Linked DNA regions of Oryctolagus cuniculus: region 2 is linked to region 1. Evidence: chromatin contacts called from public Micro-C data. All regions are on one chromosome and are shown on one strand. Each heading gives the region's core, a stretch centred on a gene start, on an enhancer-like site or on the middle of the called end of the contact. The rest is flanking DNA. Distances are from core to core; before and after follow the strand shown. Region 1 holds the start of KLF6 (KLF transcription factor 6). Region 2 has its middle 100 kb from the start of PITRM1.

Region 1 (2,878 bases), core at 227-2,726:
CACTCGTCTTCCCAAATTTAATACACGAGATCTTCTAAAATTATTTTACATACACCTTTCTTCAGAAATATTTAAAAAAGGGTATTAATCACACTCTATTCTAAATTAGTGGTTATAATTGTTTTCTGTTTTGAATTTTAAAAATGCTTATTCTTCATGTTCCTGGAATTTTTCTTTAAGATGAACATAACAGTGTATTTTAGGAGATAATTTTTATTAAACACACACACACACACTGAATGAGAGTCTCAACCTAATTTGAATTGTTTACACATTCGTGGGAAAACCTAGTTGTTAACCTTGGTGAGGGTTCTTTGAGATTGCCTTCTGCAACATAAACAGATTTCTTCCAATCAGAAGTAAACACCGCATTTTCACAGAATGAGGGTTATTGTATGACAACAAACAAAAGGACGTTTAAGCTATACACGCCTGGTCCTCAAACTTCAGCTGGCACTACTGGGGGCTTATGAAAACACACGAGCAGGGTTGGAGACCTTAGACGCTGCGTTTCTAACAAGCAGAGGTAAGCTTCGCTCCACAGAATCTGAGCGCACTGGCTCCTCGATCCTTTTCCTGAACCTCAGGCTCAACCGATGTGTGCACCTGACGGTGCCCGCCGCCGGCCCCAGGGTGGGCAGCGCAGCGCAGGGACCCTCGGGTGGGGGCGGGCCCCAGGCTCCCCTCACGCAGGGTCCCGGGGGAGGGGGTGGAGGGTCGCCCACGACCCGTCCCCCAGGTCCCCGCCAGCCGACCCTGCGGTCCCCTCAGCAAACCTGCGCCCCGCGCGCCCCCTCCCCGGCTCCGTGCAGCAGTCCTGCGGAGCGGGACGCACAGAGGGACGGGCCGGAAGCCGGGACCCCGGGGGAGACAGGGACAGCCCGCGGAGGCCAGCGCGGCCCCGCGCGCTGCACAGGGAGGGGGACGGAGCACCAGCGCGAAAGGGACCGCGTGGGACGCCGCGGGTGTGAGAACGGAGGGGAACCGGACGCAGCTGAGTGGGACAAAGACGGACGGAGCGGCCGCCAGGGAGCAAGCTTGCGTAGGGTGCTTTGCCGGACCCGGCCGGGCCCGGCTAGGGTCACACCGACGGATACGCAGGGGCCCGGGCGGGCGCAGTCCGGCACGGTTCCCCCCAAAGCGGCTCCCTCAGCCCGGCTTCCCCGACCGCCGGCCGACGACGGCGCTCGGCCGCGCACCTCCCAGCACCGACTCCTCCGGCGCGCGACGGCCCGCGTCTTATATACCCTGCTAAAAATAGCCTGCGAGGCCGCCTTCCAATCAGAGAGGGCAGAGTTCGAATTGAGCCAATGAGGAGGGCTGTGATGGAGAGGCTCGGTCACGCCAGGCGGGGCCGCTGCGCGATGTCGCTCGCCATTGGCCGGAGCTGACATCATCTGCGCGCGGCCCTCGGACCGGGCGCGACCGGATTGGGCAGCGCGCGGGGCGGGCGCGCGGCGAGTCACGTGGGGGGAGGGGGAGTGGGGGGAGCCAGCCCGGGGAGGAGGGGGGAGGCTGGCAGAGGAGCTTTGAATAGGGAAGTTTTGCAGGGGTTACGTTTGCAGTCAGTCCGGTGTTTGCAAATATTGTGTGGGCTCCGCGCGCGCGCTGCGGGCTGCGGGAGGGTCCGGACCGGGGCGTCTGATTGAGTTTGCATGAAACTTTCACCTGCCCTGGCGGGGAGAGTTTCGGCTCCGACTCCAGAACGCACACCTCCCCGTGTTCCCGACAGCGGGGACTGTCTTTTCCAACCCGACATGGATGTGCTCCCAATGTGCAGTATCTTCCAGGAACTCCAGATTGTGCACGAAACGGGCTACTTCTCGGCTCTCCCGTCCCTGGAGGAATATTGGCAACAGGTAAATAGGGATTTTTTTCTCACGTGTCCAGGGCGCCGAGGAGGGAGTGCGTGGAGGCGCCAGGCAGGGTGGTGTGTGCTCGGAGGTGCAGCTTTGGATGAGGATGATTGCTGTGGTTCGAGTCATTTAAAAAAAAAAAAAACAAAAACAAAAAAACATGGAAATCCTGATCTCGGAGCGCCCTTCGGCACGCTCGGGGGTCGCTCTGCAGCGCGCCGCGGAGTTGACAGCCGAGCCGAGCGAGCCCGGCTCCGCGGTGCCCGGCGTGTTTTTTCCCTGCCACCCGAGCGTCTGGAGCATCCACCCCGGGGGAAACCCGAACTCCTCGGCCTGATCCCGGCCCGAGCCCTTGGCACGAGTCTGGCGTTTGTACCGGGTCCAAACTCCACAGCTGGACGTTGTCATATGAACGCACTCGCACGGACTGCCAAGGCATTTTTTTTTTAAGATTTTGTTTTTGTTTTGCTGTTTGGTGTGTATCCATACAGCTTTTTTTTTTTTTAATCTTAACATTTTTGACAACGAAACATAGATCTAGGGCATTTCCCATTTGTTTTCCTTGTTTGGAATTCTTAACATGAACCTAGCTCTGTCTTATTTTTCTTACTTGCTTCTCTTGTTGACCAGGAAAAAAAAAAAAAACTGTTTGCACACACCAGTGACTTGTCAGTCATATGACAGGCAGCCCTTCCTAATTGCCTCAAGTCTTAGTTTGGGAAGAAGAACCCCTGTTTCCGGCATTTTACTGGAACTGGAATGTGGGGCATTGGGAATTTTAGAAACTTAATTTTTTTTTTCTCCTTCTAAAAACCTCGGATTGCCTGAGGAGAGAGACTCCAACACTTGCCCCATTGTCTATAAAAAGATAGCAGGAGGGTCCCCGTGTTGTGTCTCTGCCCTGACGAGCTGTTTGCTTTTTGTCACAGAGTGAATTAGCTGATCAAATAGGTTCTGTGGGTTTCCAAGTCTAGAAAGCTTTTAAGAAGGATGAAATGCGAAGTGTTGCAGCCTTCCGATGC
Region 2 (2,878 bases), core at 183-2,682, 700 kb after region 1:
GAAGAGGAGCTGAGAGTTTCCCCCACACATACCTCAGGCAGAGCCTCTCCCTTCCGATGTGATACCCACCTGTCCACTGAGCCCTACTCCCACCTCCTCCTGCTCTGTCCCCTCCTTTTCTCTCTTCCTCCCCTCTCCTTTTGTCCCTCTCTTCCTCCCACAACACACAGAGACACACATCCAGACTCTGTGTGTGCACGCACACACACACACACTAAGTACTCTTTAAAGAAGCCCCTGCTATTTAAATACCCAAGGTGAATGACTTAGGTCAACAAAACAGAGCGAAGTAGGGAAGCAAATGCTTGATCAGAGTGACTGCCTGGCTTTCTCTGGTCAAGATCCTCAGTCCTTGACACACAGTGACCTGCTTTCCTCCAGTTCCCTTCCCAGTGCCATTCGTTTGTTTTCTCCTCATGCAGCCAGACATGGCTGATTGAGCAGAGGCTGTTCCTGGTAAATGTGACTCATTCTTACAGGGATCTGTGTGAGCACACGTGTGTGTGTGTGCACGCGTGTGCACAGGTATGCACATGTATGCATGCATGCTGGTGCATGTGTCAGTGTGAGTGTGCATGCATGGAATGTGTAAAAGAGTACATGTGCACGGGTGTGCGGCAAGTTTCAGATGCAGAGCCCCGAGGTTAGTGGCTGAGTAGGCAGAACTTGGAGTTCTTACAAATGCTTTGAATATGAAAAGACGAATTTGTACAATATAGGTGCATTAGTCACTTGCAGTTCACTAATTGTCTATTTTATTTTAATGCTAATGCTTCATGAACATGTAGTAAATTGACATAATAACAGAGTTGGATGCATTCGCAGTGTTGGAGCCCTAATATGGCTAATTTTATTCAGCATGCATAAACACGAGCTATTAGGGTTTCCAAAGTAAATGGGGGAATTTATGGAGACCTGGTTGCTCCCAGAAACATCCAGGACAACCTAATATGGCATACTATTGTTGCCACGGTAACATGGATACTCACTAGCAGAATCACAACTATATATCACCAATTTAGTGCTCTACTAAACACAAAATAATACCTCGTTTAATGATGCTGGGCTGTGGTTCCTAGAAGTACAAGTATGGGCCCCCTGTAGCTAGTGCCAAATTGCAGAATAAAACAGTAGAAAAGAACCTCATTTATTGTGCAGAGTCACTGTGGATTCCACAGCGTTGAAGTCAGGCCACAGCTATTTGGAATGATCCTTAATAAGAAATTATTTAGCTTGCACGTGCAACCTTCAGTGGCAGATCTGTAAATCTGTGATTAGGTGTCTGGAACAGGCCACATCTCAGGATGGCAAGCGGTGAGTAACCACAAAGGCTGCTAGGAATCATCACTTCTCCGTGTGCAGAAAAGCACATCGTGGTGTAGGAGGATGAGGCAGTCTGCGGCATGAAATGATGCGAGAGCTTTCACAAGGCAGGGCTTGGAGACAATAGCAAAGCCAAGCCCAGCCTCCATCTATTTTTACTCCCTGGCTGATAGATGCTGGCTGTGGGGGAATCCTTCACGTTCCTCTCCCTGTACTGCCAAACTCATTTGTCCCAAGCTCATTCTCATTTCATCTTCATTCGTTCACAAAGCATCCTTTTTGGCAAAGCCTTAGTGATCTTGTTCTATCATCTGTATGAAATCTGTCCCCTTACCCAATGGGTGGATTGTAAAGAGAGCTTTGGATTCACTCAGCACAAACCCCTTTACCTTTGGGTTTTCCCTAAGAAATAATTCTTTCTGTTTCTGCCTGCTCTTCCTTTTCACATCCCTTAACAATTGGTAGATGGAGGGCAGGCACAGAGTGTGAGTGTTAGAGACAAATAGACCTAAATTTCAAAAGTCATTTTGATTTTGATGTTGACTTTGAAAAGTTACAAAATTACCTAAACTTGTTTTTCTCATCCTTAAACTAGAGATAGGTTGTATGAGAAAGGACAGAGGTATGTCTGGCCCCCTGCCCGCACCTGCTTAGTGCTGCCAGATCACCTGCAGGGGCTTCAGTCTACTCTCAGGTCTTTGTTCTATCTGGGGTCACCCCCCCAATACACACACATACACATTCTTCAGGAATCTTGCAGACTGCCCTTAAAAGTCTGTTGGGGCAAGATGTGAACCCCTGACCTTTCTATGACGATGGATGAAGCTGATCAGGGAACAGGTGGTGGTGATCATTAAGCATGGCCACTAACTAAAGCAGGCAAGGAAGCCTGGACATTTTTACATGCTTGCTGAATGAACTTTTAAAAAAGACATTTTTCTGTAGCCGAAAATCATGGTTTCATTAAATGGTGAAATAATTTTATGCCATTTCCCCTACTAATTACCATCTCATTATTATTAGAAAGGATGGTTTCCTTGAAACCTGGAAAATTTCTTTCTGGTCCATTTCAGGGCTGCTGAAGAGGGAGTAGCGCTTGCATTACGAGGGAGACGGCGCCACCTAGTGCCCACTCGCCGACGGCAAGTGTTTCATACCTGAGTATTTGGATGCGAATGGCTTCGGCGTTGATGCGTAGGCACTACCAAACATTTCACTGCGGCAGATGAACATCTTGATGAAAATGTGCAAAAGAGAGAGGAAAATGGAGTCCCTTTATCTCTGAACTTTGAGATCTCATAGGCCATGTGAGCTCTGTGAACCTGTTCCCAAGTCTTGGAAGACCCTGGAAATGACAGCAAAGGCACCCTGTCTCATGCAAACAAAATGAACAAGGAGTCATTGCTCCTTTCCCACTCCCCCATACTCTACACTTGTGTGATTTTCACAGCAAGCCTCCTGACTGAGGTGGGAATATGGCCAGGGCACCTTTCAAATTTAATTTGTTTCTTCTGGCATTTGATATCTGCTGATCATAACATGGATGCGATTAATC

The links. A called contact is a pair of places that touch in the nucleus more often than the background predicts.
Region 2: a Micro-C map of ear pinna shows a contact between it and region 1, with 3 times the contacts expected there. The contact joins the enhancer-like site here to the promoter of KLF6 in region 1. A contact is called at or near these places in 3 of 6 Hi-C or Micro-C datasets (ear pinna, psoas muscle and an unstated tissue).

Annotation. Positions count from the first base shown.
Region 1 is chr13:92,835,039-92,837,916 of mOryCun1.1, forward strand. KLF6 (KLF transcription factor 6) reads left to right here and starts at 1,477. Exons shown (of 4, transcript XM_002720810.5): 1 at 1,477-1,859. The coding sequence starts at 1,656.
Region 2 is chr13:93,538,884-93,541,761 of mOryCun1.1, forward strand. No RefSeq gene overlaps it. Among named protein-coding and RNA genes, the nearest start is that of PITRM1, 100 kb to the right of the region's middle. Within about 2 kb of position 1,433, at least 1 of the 8 cell types and tissues checked has an H3K27ac peak or open chromatin away from gene starts, as enhancers often do.